Regions from separate parts of the Ovis aries genome. Here region 1 is linked to region 2. Evidence: chromatin contacts called from public Hi-C data. All regions are on one chromosome and are shown on one strand. The core of a region is the stretch at or near the end of the contact, and the rest is flanking DNA. Distances in the headings are between cores, read along the strand shown. Region 1 holds the start of CBLL1 (Cbl proto-oncogene like 1). Region 2 overlaps COG5 (component of oligomeric golgi complex 5).

Evidence for each region. Hi-C and Micro-C count contacts between places; a contact is called where the count stands out from the background.
Region 1: a Hi-C map of blood shows a contact between it and region 2, with 2.8 times the contacts expected there. The contact joins the promoter of CBLL1 here to the enhancer-like site in region 2. A contact is called at or near these places in 2 of 16 Hi-C or Micro-C datasets (blood and tail adipose tissue).

The regions. Positions count from the first base shown.
Region 1 is chr4:50,269,709-50,276,510 of ARS-UI_Ramb_v3.0, reverse strand. CBLL1 (Cbl proto-oncogene like 1) reads right to left here and starts at 1,845. Exons shown (of 6, transcript XM_042248533.2): 1 at 1,182-1,845. The coding sequence starts at 1,374.
Region 2 is chr4:50,012,858-50,019,633 of ARS-UI_Ramb_v3.0, reverse strand. The region is part of intron 6 of COG5 (component of oligomeric golgi complex 5); the gene reads left to right. Among named protein-coding and RNA genes, the nearest start is that of GPR22, 8.5 kb to the left of the region's middle. Within about 2 kb of position 2,468, at least 9 of the 54 cell types and tissues checked have an H3K27ac peak or open chromatin away from gene starts, as enhancers often do.

The sequences.
Region 1 (6,802 bases), core at 596-3,095, 260 kb before region 2:
TCATTCCAAACAAACCTCCCTATGATTTCCACTTGACATCTCCCCTTCTATGTCCCAACAAACACCTCATCCTTAGCAGTTCAAAGTCTTGTTGCCAAATTCCCATTTGTGACCTCTACTCCATTAAAAAAAAAAAAAAAGGCATTTTTCTCCCAAGTCTTCCAATAAAGGACACCACTCAAAAACTAGAACCCTACGCACCTTTCCTTTCTCTCACATGCCTCCAAACCAATCCACCAGGGCCTGAGTTCTACCACCAAAATATTTACTGAATCTGCCCATTCCTGTTTTTACTAAACCAAGCCACCATCACTAAACCAAGCTTCCCTTCTGGTCTATTGCAATCACTTCCTAAATTTTCTATTTATCTTGCCTCCTTCTCTTACACCATTCTTCATACAACAACCTGTTACACTTTAAAAACAGATTATGTTCCTCCTCTACTTCTGTTCAATGGCTTCATATTGCACTTAAAATTACACTCAAATCTTTTCCATGGACTTCAAAGTCTTGCACCACCCGAGTCCTGTCTTCCTTACCAATCTTATCTTAGGGCTCTTTCCCTCTATGTAAGTGCAGCTGATTGGTTTTCTCTACATTTTCCTCCCTCAGAGTCTTAGTACCTGTTATAAACACTTTCCACTTGATTTATGCCAAGCTGGATTCCTCTCATCCATCAGATCACAGCTTACAAATGTTACTTTCCTAAAAAGACTCTTCCTGACCACCGTCTCTGAAGCTTCTACCTTCCACAGCCCCATATGTCTTCTTCAAAGCCCTCATAATAATCTGTATTTCTAAACACTTGTTCATTGTGGTTTTCCCAATAGAACGTAACTTCCCTGAGGACAGGGACTCAGTTCACCTTGTTTATTATTCCACCTCCAAGCCTAGAAGAATATGTGTATATACATATGTGTATGTGTGTGTGTGTATACATACACACATAACGTGCGTGTGTGTGTGTATATATATATATATGAAATTAGGTAGACAGTTGATGACTGAGGAATCCTAACTAATACGTGATACTGGAAAAAAGCCTTTTATCACCCTACTAGTAATACAGCTGATAAACTGAACGGAGCAGTATCTAACTCCAAATGCACTCATTCAACATCCAAAAACTGCAAGGGAGCAAAAGACAAAAAACACTTAAGAAAGAATGGAGCCATTCTTACTTGGAGAAAGTGATGAGAATATCTTGATTTTAAGCTCAAGACTGGTGGTTAAGGACCACAGATGAAGCGCGGGGCATGCTACAGGCTTAAGCAGAAAAGCTGCTCCCGGTATCATTCCAAAAACCGTATCCGACTCCCTTCTCCCACCTCTAGTCCAAGAAACACCGGAGAGACAACGACAGGCAGTGACCATCGCAGCACCCGCCCAAAGCTGACTGAAACAGCAGGAAGTCTCTAACCCACCCTAGCACATCGACTCGCAGCGTAATGACACTTCCCAGACTCTCTACCCGCCAGTCCCCATAACGTAGGGCAGAGCACCCAAAATGAGGGGGAAACTGCCGGCGCTCTCTCCTCTACGCGAAGCCCGCGCCCCCCCGCGGTGCCGGCTCCGGGCTCAGAAGGAGCTGCCGTTGCCGGCACCGAGGCTGTAGGTACCACATCGGAGGGTAGGCCAGGAAGTAGCAGGCCCTGGCCGGAGACGGGAAGAGGGTCTGTGAGATTCCTTCCTCGCCGCCACACCCCAGTGCTGTAAGGCGAATGTAACCCCTCTATGTTCGCTGGGCGACCAGTCCCAGGCCGGCCAAGGGGGCATGGAACCTGGACCCCCACTGCCTCCGCCTCCTTACCAGTGTGATCCATGATTCGACTCGCAGGGCACAGTGGGAGCGGAAGTCAACCGCGCCGGAGTCGCAGGGAGCGCGTGCGCGGTACCTTCCGGAGCCCGGGAGGCGGAAGTGTGATCAGGTGGAACCAGGTTGGTTCCCTCCAAAAATTCCCTTCTCTTGCGTCCGCTAGCCGACTCCGGTGAGGGAGTCAGGCTCAGTTCGGGCAGAGAGAGAAAAAGCGAGTACGCGGGGAGCGTCAGTGTAGAGGCTGCTAAGGGTTCCTCTCATGTGCTTCCAGAGGAAGTAGCCTTTTAATGTGGAGCGGAGACTGCCGGGAACGGGGGAGGGGGAGAGCTGGTAGTAGCCGGAGGACTAAGCTCGCGGCAGGTAAGGCAGCCGCCGCGCCCCGCCCCCCCGCTCCCCCCGACCCCGCGCGGAGCTTTGCCTTCTGGGACTTGTAGTGCGCCGGGACCCTGGTGCCGACCTAGCCCAACTGCGCAGGCTCAGCCGTTGGGCTGTCCCACCCCGGCGGGCGGAGTAACGGTTTGGAATCCCCCAGAGTCCGCGAGCGACGTTCTCCAGCACCCCCGGTCCAGGAAGAGTGTAAACACGCGCGCTCCGGAAAGCGTCCTCCAGCGGGAGGTTGCCTAGGGGACGGTTGAGCTGTGTAAGGCTCCCAGCTAGAGGGAAAAGCTCTGTGCATATATATCTACATTTTGCTTTGTCGTGATGAGCTGCACAGACCCACGCAGAAGCCGACTTGGGTATCTACCCCGGTTCCCATCTCAAGTTGCTAACAGCTGAAACCCATTTCTAACGCTTGATTAGCATTCATTTTCTAGGGAAACCTCCCCCTCCCCCTAGAACACCTGTCCTAAGGAGCGTACGCGGGGCCAGGTGGAGGACGGATGCAGCGTAGCCGCCTCTTATAAAGGTCAGCGGGGACTCCAGTGCGGAGTAGAGCTGAGGATGGGAAGAGGTTAGGGCTGGCCGCGATGGAGCTGTGAAAAAGGGGAAAGGCCTAAAATGAAAAGACAAGTTACCGCCACGGGCAGTACCTAGTTCCAGTTCTTGGTCCCAAGGGTTGGTGGTTGCTGCAGCTTTCATCGTCCTCAGCCGAAACAAAAGACAAGTGCCAAAGAGTGATTCCTGAGGACCTTCCGGGCCGTCTCCACCTCGCGACCCTGGCGCATGTGTCTACTCCCTTCTCCAGCCCTTCACACTTGATGCTCTCGAATGAGTAGAAAGGAGCACAATTAGTGGAAAACACAAGCTGGGGAGTCAAGGGATTTGGGTTCTATTCTTGTCGTCCCTCGGTGACGACATCATTACCTTGTGTTATGCACGCTTTCAGTGCCAGAGTTCCTAGATCAATTAAAGATTATTGTGTCGACCTCTTAGAGAAGCGGCTTCATGGTGCTGAATTCGGAGTCAAGTATGTGTAGTGATGTGCTCCATCTGTATAGTTAACCAGTGAGAGCTTGGAATAATATGATGAGTAATACTGTAAGTGTTCTGTGTTATTTGGTGAATGTTTTGGTGGGATCTTTTAAAAGACACCGTTTGTGCAGTTTTATAAACAAGTTTTTAGGTGCATTCACAACTAAGGACAATTGTGATTCAGAGTTACACTTGCTTTTGTTAAAATGTAAGTTTCTGTATCCCTAAGTCGTTTTCAAGATGCTTTCAATTGCTGGGCATTTTTTGTGTTTCGCGAGTTGGGGGAAACAACCTTTCTTCCATAGCTCCTTGTTTCTCTAAATACAATATTGATATGAAAATCAAGCATTTTCCACCAATTTTGTGTGTAAAAGAAAAGTAGTTGTCACCTAGAAAGTGTTTTGTTTTTTAAATTTTTTCGATCTTCATATTTAGCCATCAACCATCCTTCAGAGGAGGTCAGTTGCATTCAGGGTGGTATGGCCGTAGACTCAGCCGTACTTCAGATTGATGCAGATGCAGGTTCAGAGTAATAATATTAGTGTCTGCTGATGCTATTTAAAGAATTAGAATTTTTTAAAATGTCTTCAAACTGTGTTTTATGTAATTTAATATGTAAGTCAGAAGTTATGTCAACATTTTATGGTGCATCAAGTTATGAAAATTTACTAAAAGGAAACTTACATGTTTAGATTTCTTATTGCTAAAATGTTAGGTAAACATTTATTTGATTTGACCTCGTGCTTTTATGCATTTCTATAGCATCTGTGCTCTATATTCACTTTTCCCTTAACTATAACCTCACTTTACTAGTACAGTGGCAATATGACAAATTAATTTCTTCCTCTAAAATGATCAGAGAAACTGTATATAACATTTTATTACTGCCCTCTGGTATCCGTTGTTGTTAACATTTGTGCTGTAAGCAGTCACAATTTTACTGAAAGTCAACATTTATACTTAATTTATAGCTTGGTACTATCCTAAGGTTTATAAAAATGAAACATCATGGTAATGGACAATCAGAAGCACTAAGGTGTATATCATATTTTCATCTTATTGACAGACATCTGCTAGTCAGTGCTCTTCAAGGTGTTTTGATGACCTTGCATCTAAATACACAGCACTATTTACTTACAAAAAAAAAAAGGATGTGTGTCAGAGAGCTTGAGATTCCTCAATGCCAGATCAAGGGCAATAACTTTCATTTCTTTAATGCTTTCTTTTTTTCCCCCCCTCACTGCATGTCTTATGGAATCTTAGTTCTGGAACCACATATCAAATCCTGCCCCCTGCGGTGGAAATGCCAAGTCTTAACCACTGGAGCACCAGTGAGGGCCCTCCTTAATGCTCTTTTAATCGTAACACTGTAGTGCCTAAGACCACAGAAGGAAGAAAACATATAAATAATGGTTCCTATATGCAGAACCATATAGCCTAGCATTTATAGAAATAATTAAAAACATGGAATTACATTCTGTGTCTTTCAGGAGAATGCAGTGCTGCCTACATTCAGAGAAAATTATGAGCTGAGGGCAGTTAGGTAGACTGACTTTATCTTGATGAACAGGATAGCATTTGAAGGTGAGAGAAATGAAAGAGGCACATCAAACCAGAAAGCAAGGTCACAGATGTCATAACTTCTATAGAGAACAGGGATCAGCTTCATTTTGGTCCATGTTTGGGAATACTGAAAAATAAGGTTTGATTATAGAGAACCTTGAAAAGAAGATTTCAGAGTAACAGTTCAGAAAGAGTATATAGACAAAACCTAGCATGTTGTGTTTATAAAAAGAACACAATTCAGCAAGGTAGATTCAGAAACAATGAGCAGATCTTAAGTGTGCGTAGGAGGAAGTCAGTGCTATTAACCTGTAAGAACAATTGACCAGGAAGCCTGAGACTCCCTGTGATGGCCAAAATGCCGGCAAGTGTGAGTGATCTGTTAATAAGAGAACCGATCAGGACACTGTCCACTAAACGTGAACAAGTTTGATAAGTAGATATGAATAGGAAAGGTAGTGGACTATAGTGATAGATATATCGACTTGGACGTTAAAAACTGGGTTCTAAGCCCAACACAGCTGTAAGACTTTACACAGATTACCTAATCTCGTGGCTGGCTGACTTCATTTATAAAGTGGGAATGGTAATAGTACCTACCTGTAGGACTATTTTGAGAATTAAATATTGCTTTCTATCTAAAGCAGTTAGTACCTACTGGCACCCAGTAAGCCCTCATAAAATGATAGTTTTTATTACCAGAGTAGTTACTATATTCATTGCTTCATGAGGTGATTAAGTGAGATAACAATATAGCACCTGGCCCATTATTAAATTAGTGTTAAATGTTAGCTGCAATTTCATTATTGCCTGTAAATATGGATTGGAGATAGGTTTTGACAATAAGGTCAGTAGGGCAGTTTTACACCTCCTAGCCTACTGATGCACACACCAAGCAAGCCTGATGTTTAGCCAAGGCTCTTTGACTTTTGTTTATTGGAGTAAATTGAGTGATCGGCCTTCAAGCGTCATTAGCAGACTTAACTAACTCCAGCCTTTCATGGTTCCAGCTTTCTCCTCTCCCTACCAGCTGCTGAAATGGCCCAAACATGTTACCACAGCTGAGCCTTAGTAAGTATGGCCCCCAGCTTTCCAAAAACTATCAAAAACTGGGCAAGAGACAGATTTGGGGAGTAAGAAGGAAGCAAGACTACAAGGACTGAACATTACTGATTGAAGGCACTTCCCCACTCTGTCCTTTGAAGCCTGGCGATGTATTTACCCATTTGGATAGGAACGTTTGTTCTAGAGAATCTCTGCAGCCTTCCTTCTCTTCTGAGGACACTTTTGCAGTGGATATCCTTTCAGCTTATAGGCCTGCTCCTCCCAACCGCTCCTCTACTAAAAGATTCTTGTCTTTTTTTCTCTCCATGTCTCTGTTCGGCTCACACCTAAAAGAATGTTCAGCGGTTTTACACTACTCTGAGCAAACAGTGTGTCATACTAGTACATGGAAACAGTTTTTTGACCGTAGATTTAACACCCACCTGTCCCTCAGTTGAGAAAAATACTAGGCCTGAATTTGTAGTTCTTACTCCCACCTTAAAACCTACCTACCCATCAAGGCTTCTGTTCATGTGCCATTTTCCCCATCAAGGCTTCTCTGACTCATGCTTCCAATAGATAATATATGTAGTAGAGAAAGAACATGAGCTTTGGGATGAGGCAAAATGGGGTTCAAATCTCAGCTCTTGCTGTGTGATATTGGAAGATTACTCAAGCTCAGTTTCTATGTCAGTAAAATGGTGACAGTAACATTCCTTGCAGAACTGGTCTGAAGATCATAGGAGATCCATCTGTGAAGGCTTCTTATTGCTTGCTAAATAACAGGCCCTCAATAAATGTTTATTTCCTTTATTCCTCTCGGTAATTACTGCTCTTTCAGATCTATGTTTAGGACATCGCTGTCTTAATTCATACTTTAGAAACATTTTATCCAAGTATGCCCCTAGAAGATAGCATCCATTAGTAGTTCATATTTGTATAATATACAGTATTTAGCAGAAGGCA
Region 2 (6,776 bases), core at 1,219-3,718:
GGCTTCATCTTCAGACCCTTCATCCCTGGATTTTTCAGGTGGAGGGCTTGAAGATGTTTTCTTTTCCAGAGGACTTTCTGGTTCCTCATCTTCTTTGGGAAGAGGAGTCTTTTCCTTTGAGCATTTGAAGCTATGGGGCGACCCACTTTCCCCTTGCCTTTCACAGGACTTGGTGTCACTGTGGCCTTTATTTATGTATGCAGTAGCAGTTTCTAACTGCTGAAAAATCACTTTTAAGTTGTATTGTTTCAAGGGTACTTTTCAGCGAATACTTACTTAATGTGGCTAACTCTCAAGTCTCCAGTATTGGAGGCCAAGGTAGAAAGAATTATTTCAGTATACAGCTAATTCAAAATTTTCATTTGGCTTCTCAACTTTAAATTTCTTTCACAACAAATGTTTTATCAGAAAAATAGAAATAGACCATCTGCTGAAAACTCCCCATCAAATGAGGAGTAACCAGGGTAGTAGAAAGTCAACAATATTGGTGATTCATTACTTACAAAGGAGGATAATTGAAAACTGATTATAATCGAATAAAGTATGCATCAGAATTATATACCTGAACTGAAAAACTCCACAAAGCCTTCTTTCCCATCCTTCCCTACCTCACCTAAGTTGGGCATTTCAATTTTTCGTTTTTATTTTTCACAATATGTAATTGTAAGTCATTTGCCAGCATCTATTATAAAAACAAATATGTGGCATTTCTTTTTTGTCTTTCTCATCCAAACCTTGATTTTGGACCCTGCGATTATTACTACTTTTTAATCTCCGTCTGTTGTCCTACTGTTGGCATGTTGTTCTGGAGGCCTTGTCCAAATCATTACCACCCCGACCCAGTTTTCTGGCTGACTCTTTTCACTGCCTGTATCCCTTTTTGCCTCTTGAAATATTATGGATTTTGTTGACATTTTCTCTTATATTTCAACCAGAGAATTACACAAACATATTTGTGCTTTTTTTCACTTTGGTTTCTTTTTTTTTTCCCTGTTGCTGCTTCACATATTCTTGTAATTCTGTAGGTTATACAGAATCAAATTCATTTCTGTGTTCTGAAACCAAGTCAGCTGATTAACTAGATGCTATATTTAGCAAAGCTATGGCAGATCCCCTCTTCTGTTCTGCAATGGGTCCTTTGCTTATTTCTTCTTCTTCTTTTTTTTTTTTTTTTTAGTATGGAGAAATGTAGTTATTTTTTGTATATTGACCTTGTGTCCTGCAAATTTACTAAACTCATATGTTAGTCTTGAGAAATTATTTTGTGAATTGCATGCTATTTTCTATACAGACAGTTAACGTCATTTGCAAATAGAGAAAGTTGACTCCCTTTTGAACCATGTATAACTTTTATTTCTTATCTTGCCTTATGCTGTATAGGGCATCTGTTACTAGATTTTATTAAAGTATATTAGGAGAAAGAATCTGCCATGGGCTCTGAGCATTCCTGAAGGTCCTAGGACATGCTGGTGTTGCTGGGCATACTAAGAATGAAAAGACCTGACTGTTGTTTCCTTGATCCATTTCTCAGAGATCAAGAAGTTGTGTTTGAAGCTAGCATCCTTAAGTGATGCAATAATAACTCCGCAAAGAGCAGACTTTCTTCTGCTTGTTATAAAAACGGTAAATTGTCCAGCTTAGTGTTCTTTGGCTGTGATGCAATCCCACTGTGTCCAGAGTATCTGCCTAGGCTTCTCTGTCAGGAAGACTTGGATGGGAAGGTGAACTGTCAGTGACATATCCCTCATGCTGCTTGCTGTGTTTTGAGTCCTTTGTGTCTGATCCAGGCATCTTAAGTTTTCTGCCAGCATACATGACAGAAACAAGCTAGCTTTCATAGCTTGCAAATAGGGTAAAATCTAGACCCTTCATGATTTTTGACAATTTTGGGAACAAGAGCATAATGACTGAAACATGGCTTCCTACAAAAGAGAAGACAAGGGCCCCTGTGGGCTGGTTTAGAGAGTATGAGATCTGATAGCACATGCTCTTGTTTAAGTGGTGGGCTAGGCACTACTGTATTACCTGTTAAGGAGTCTTTAGAGGCTAAGCAGTGAGAGAACTAAACAAAGCTGCCCAAATGGTCCTTTGTTTTTTGCTCAGGCTCTAAGCTGTAGGAAGAAAGAATATCATTATATCAGTGAGGCAGCAAGCCTCTTGGCCTAGACAAAAGGCAATATAGCTGTAGCTGCTGATTAAGGGCTCCCTAAAGCTAAAATAAAGGGTGCCAGCAATGAGAACAGAGCTTTGGGTAAACGTAATACATTTTAAGTTCATTTGTTGAGTCTAGGTAGGCAGCCACTTGAAATTGAATGTAGCTGTGAAGTCTTAGGGGGCAGAGCTACTTCTTCCCTTTGTGCCCTTCGATTCGTCTCCCCCCTCGACTCCAACCTCAGCTGCTTAAAGTAGACACCAAGTGTGGCAGGGACCTCAGGGAGAGGGGAGAGACTCAAACTTTTATAGCTCTGTTGGATAGAGGTGCCCAAGCACTTTCCAACCCGGTCCTGTGGGGGAGAAAGTACAGTAGGTGGCGGGGAGGCTGAAAGCACTGAGAACTGCAGGGTGGAGCTGTCGCAGTGTGCACATGGGCAAATTGACAGCCCCTAGGCTCAGGGGCTTAAAAGAGTTTTGAGGTAGGTGGGAGGAGGCGGCATTGACTCTGGGGTGAGGAGCCAAGCAGAAGAAAAGCCTCCTACCAGCTCAGCTGCTTCTATAAGCTGGCTTCCTCCACTGCCCTGTACTCCGCCTGCTCCTGGTCAGAAGGTAATGTCTCCTGGCAGCTGAGGCTCTAGTCTCTTTTGTGTATGTGTTTAATTCCTTGGTTTGTGTTCCTGCACAGTGCTGAGTATGCGTGGGCGGGGTGGTGGTGGTGGTGGTGGTGCACAGCGACACTCAAATTGAAGAAAAGCTAAAGTGTGGGTGGAGCCTCTGGTCTTGTTTAGTGTATGTTGTTCTGGCTTCCTGTGCCAAATGTGTATTTGGTATTAACATTTTTCACATTCTGCTGTTGTGAGTGTTCATAAATTCATAGGAGATTGACCCATTCATGGACTCGTGCATGATGCCCTCCCTGGTGATCTGGCACAATGTATCATCCTAGGGGGAAAGAAAAAAACCTTAGCTTTAGTTTAAGAATTTGAGGCTGCTAAAGTGCTCAGGCCATTTCTTAGCACAGCAGTGCCACCTGCCTTACCCAGCTGCCAAGTACACCTCTTTTGAGCAGTCTTACTGCTTAAGGTCTTGTTAAAACCAGACACTTGACCCATAGTTGCCTTGTGACTCTCTGGTCCACTGTCACCATTTGGGGTTAGGTTAACTCAGACTTGACAGCTAACAAGGAAAGGGTCCAATAGACTTAACGGAAAGAAACAAATGAAAGTGGTTTGTTCAAGGGTGCAGCTGGCCTGGGCTTAGTGTACTTCTGGTTTTACATAAAGGAATAGAAGTGAACCCTTTTGGGGGAAACCTTTTCTTTCATTCCACCACCTGAAGCAAAGCACTGGTTCCCTGGGGCCCTTAATGCACAGAAGTTCCTGTAAGTGCCTGGGCCTGGCTCCCTGAAGGTTTGGCCGAGCTGTAAGCTGATGATTCTCATCGTGCTGCTGCGGCTGTTTAACCTCAGTGCCAGCTCTGGAAAACAGACTGGATATGGCCCCCTGTTCCACTCTCACAGCTCTGGCCAGTGCTCCTCTTGATTAACACTGTGTTTTTACTGACTCACAGGCTACTGCCTATAGCATAGCTTTCATAGCACCACTTGGAAGATAGGTTAAAAGCATCTTTCTTCGGGACTGCAAACTGTGGAAACAAATTGCAACCACCAGTCAGTTTTGGTCACTGGAGTGTGTACATCCCAATAGCTGTCATTTCCACTTGGATCTGTTATCAGAAACAGCAAGATATCTGCTTTTTCCTCCCCTAGGAAAGTAGTTGTTGTTGTTTTTTTTTTTTTTTTTGCTATATTTCCTTTTCCTACCTCGAATATATTTTCAACAATGTTCAGAAAATGAGAGGTTTTTTGTACCCCAGTGGTTTTAGGCTTTTATTTTCCCTTATATTAGAGATGGAAGAAAGGACCAAGGCTGAACTTCATGCCTTTCTCTCATTAGCTGCTCTTGTCATTCCAAGCATGAGGGATGCTTTCTTAGACCTCACACTCTGCACCTGGTCTTTTTTTTTTTTTTTTGATGCAAACCTGCTGAGGCTCTGAAGAACCTGTGAATGAGTTGTGGCCTCCATGGGTTCTGTGTTTTCTTGCTGGCACACACTCTGCCTTTAGGAATTTATTAACAGTTTTAGCTGAATTATTCTTAATGGTGTCCAGGATTGTCTTCTCAAGGTACTCAAGTGCTCATGTCTATATTTATTCCCACAGGGCACCTGTTTTTCCTTAGAGTTTAGGTTGGTTGGTTGGTTGGTTACCTTGTTACCTCCGCTCTCCTGGCAGCTATTTACCATGATGATATAGATTAACTTAATGACTGTACTTGGTAGATTACCCTTTTAGAAATTGCATGGTTTTATTTATAGTTACTTGGACAAGGTATTTTGCCTGTATGTTCATGAGGGATTTTGGTTTGTTTTTTCTTTTATTGTATTTTTTTTGGTCTGGTTTTGGAATCAGGACAATAATTTTGAGTTCATAATGAGTTGGAAAACGTTTCCTCTTCCTTTAGTTTTAAAAACATTTATGTAAGATCGGTGCTGCTGCTGCTGCTGCTGAGTCATTTCAGTCGTGTCCGACTCTGTGCGACTCCATAGACGGCAGCCCACCAGGATGCCCCGTCCCTGGGATTCTCCAGGCAAGAACACTGGAGTGGGTTGCCATTTCCTTCTCCAGTGCATGAAAGTGAAAAGTGAAAGTGAAGTCGCTCAGTCGTGTCCGACTCTTAGTGACCCCATGGACTGCAGCCTACCAGGCTCCTCCATCCATGGGATTTTCCAGGCAAGAGTACTGGAGTTGGGTGCCATTGCCTTCTGCGAAGATCAGTGCTAGTCTTCCCTTAATTTTTTAATAGAATTAAATAGAGAAGACACTCCTAAATGAAATCAATCTTTAATATTCCCTGGAAGGACTGATGATGAAGCTGAAGCTCCAGTACTTTGGCCACCTAATGTGAAGAGCCAACTCATAGGAAAAGACTCTGATCCTGGGAAAGATTGAAGGCAAAGGGAGAAGGGGGCAGTAGAGGATGACATGGTTTGATAGCATCACCAACTCAATGGACATGAATTTGAGCAAACTCTTGGAGATAGTGGAAGACAGAGGAGTCTGGCATGCTCCAGTCCATGGGGTAACAAAGAATCAGACACGACTTCGTGACTGAACAAAACAAGGAGAGAAAACATATGAGCCAGGAGGTTTTATATTGTTTAAAGATTTTAATTACAAATTCAAGTGATTAAAGGTAATAGATACAGATTTTCTATTTTACTTTTGTCTGTTTTGGTGATAAGCATCTTTCAAGTAAAGTATTCTATCATTTGATTTGTCAAATTTATTGACATTGATTTGTTTTTTCTCATATTTTAATATTTGTACCATTGTACTGATACCTTCCCTTTCATTACCAATATTGAAAATTTGTATCTTCTTTTTTCTTGGTCAGTTTGCTTAGAAGTTTATCCGTTTTGCTAATCTTTTCAACAGCCGGCTTTCGGCTTCATTTTCTTAATGAATAGTGTTCTTATGGTTCTTATTCTGTCTTCATTTTTTACTTATTTTCATTTTACATAGAGAGCTATACTGACTTTTTTCTTCTGTCATTAACAAAATTTTTTTTTTTCCTGTAGGCATAATTTCTTTCTTTTTTTTTTTTAGGCATAATTTCTGATGAGAGGTCTGTGATGGGTCTTACCTTTGTACGTTGCTATGTAATTTGTCTTTTTTCTTCCAGCCATTTTTAAGATTTTATTTTTATTTCATTGTTTCATAGTCTCACTGTGATTTATGTTGGTGTAGTGTCTTTGTGTTTACCTTCTTTTGGGTTTGCTTACATTCTTGGGTTTGTGTTGTTGCTGCTGTTTTTGCTATTTGTTGTTTTTTTCCATCAGATTTGAAAAAAAACAGTCTTCAAGTACTTTTTATTTTTTATGTCTTTCCTTTTCTTCTGGGACTCTGATAACATGATTTTTGGCCCTTGGTGTGTGTGTTAGTCGCTCAGTCGTGTCTAACTGTTCGTGACCCCATGGACTGTAGCCCGCCAGGCTCCTCTGTCTATGGGGATTCTCCAGGCAAGAATACTGATGTTCCACATATTATTAAGGCTCTGTTCGCTTATATTTTGCAGCTTTAGTTTCGGTAGTTTTGCTGGCTCTGATTTCATCAGGTTCACTGGTCTTCTCTCTTGTAGTGTCTGATCTGTATTGAGCTCTTCTAGTGAATTTTTCAGTTCAGATACTGTTTTTTTCCAGCTCTAAAAGTTTTATTTGATCAATTTTTATAGTTTCCATTTTCTCTTCATTGTGTTCATATTTTTTTTAAAAACCTGTGGACATAATTAAAGTAGTATGTTAATATCTTTATTGCTTAATCTCATCATTCTTTTGTATCTTGGTATTTCTAATAATTTTTGATTGGATACTGGCCATTGTGTTTGAAAACTGCAAATGGATTTTGTTTTCTTCTTTTAGTGAATGGTGTATTTTGTTCCTTCAGGTAGTCAAGTTATTTATGGATCAACTTAACTCTTTAGAGGTTTGTTTTTAAGCTATATTGAGGCAGTTTTAGAGCAACCTTTAAAGAAACATTTGAGAACCTTTAAAGGAACATTTAG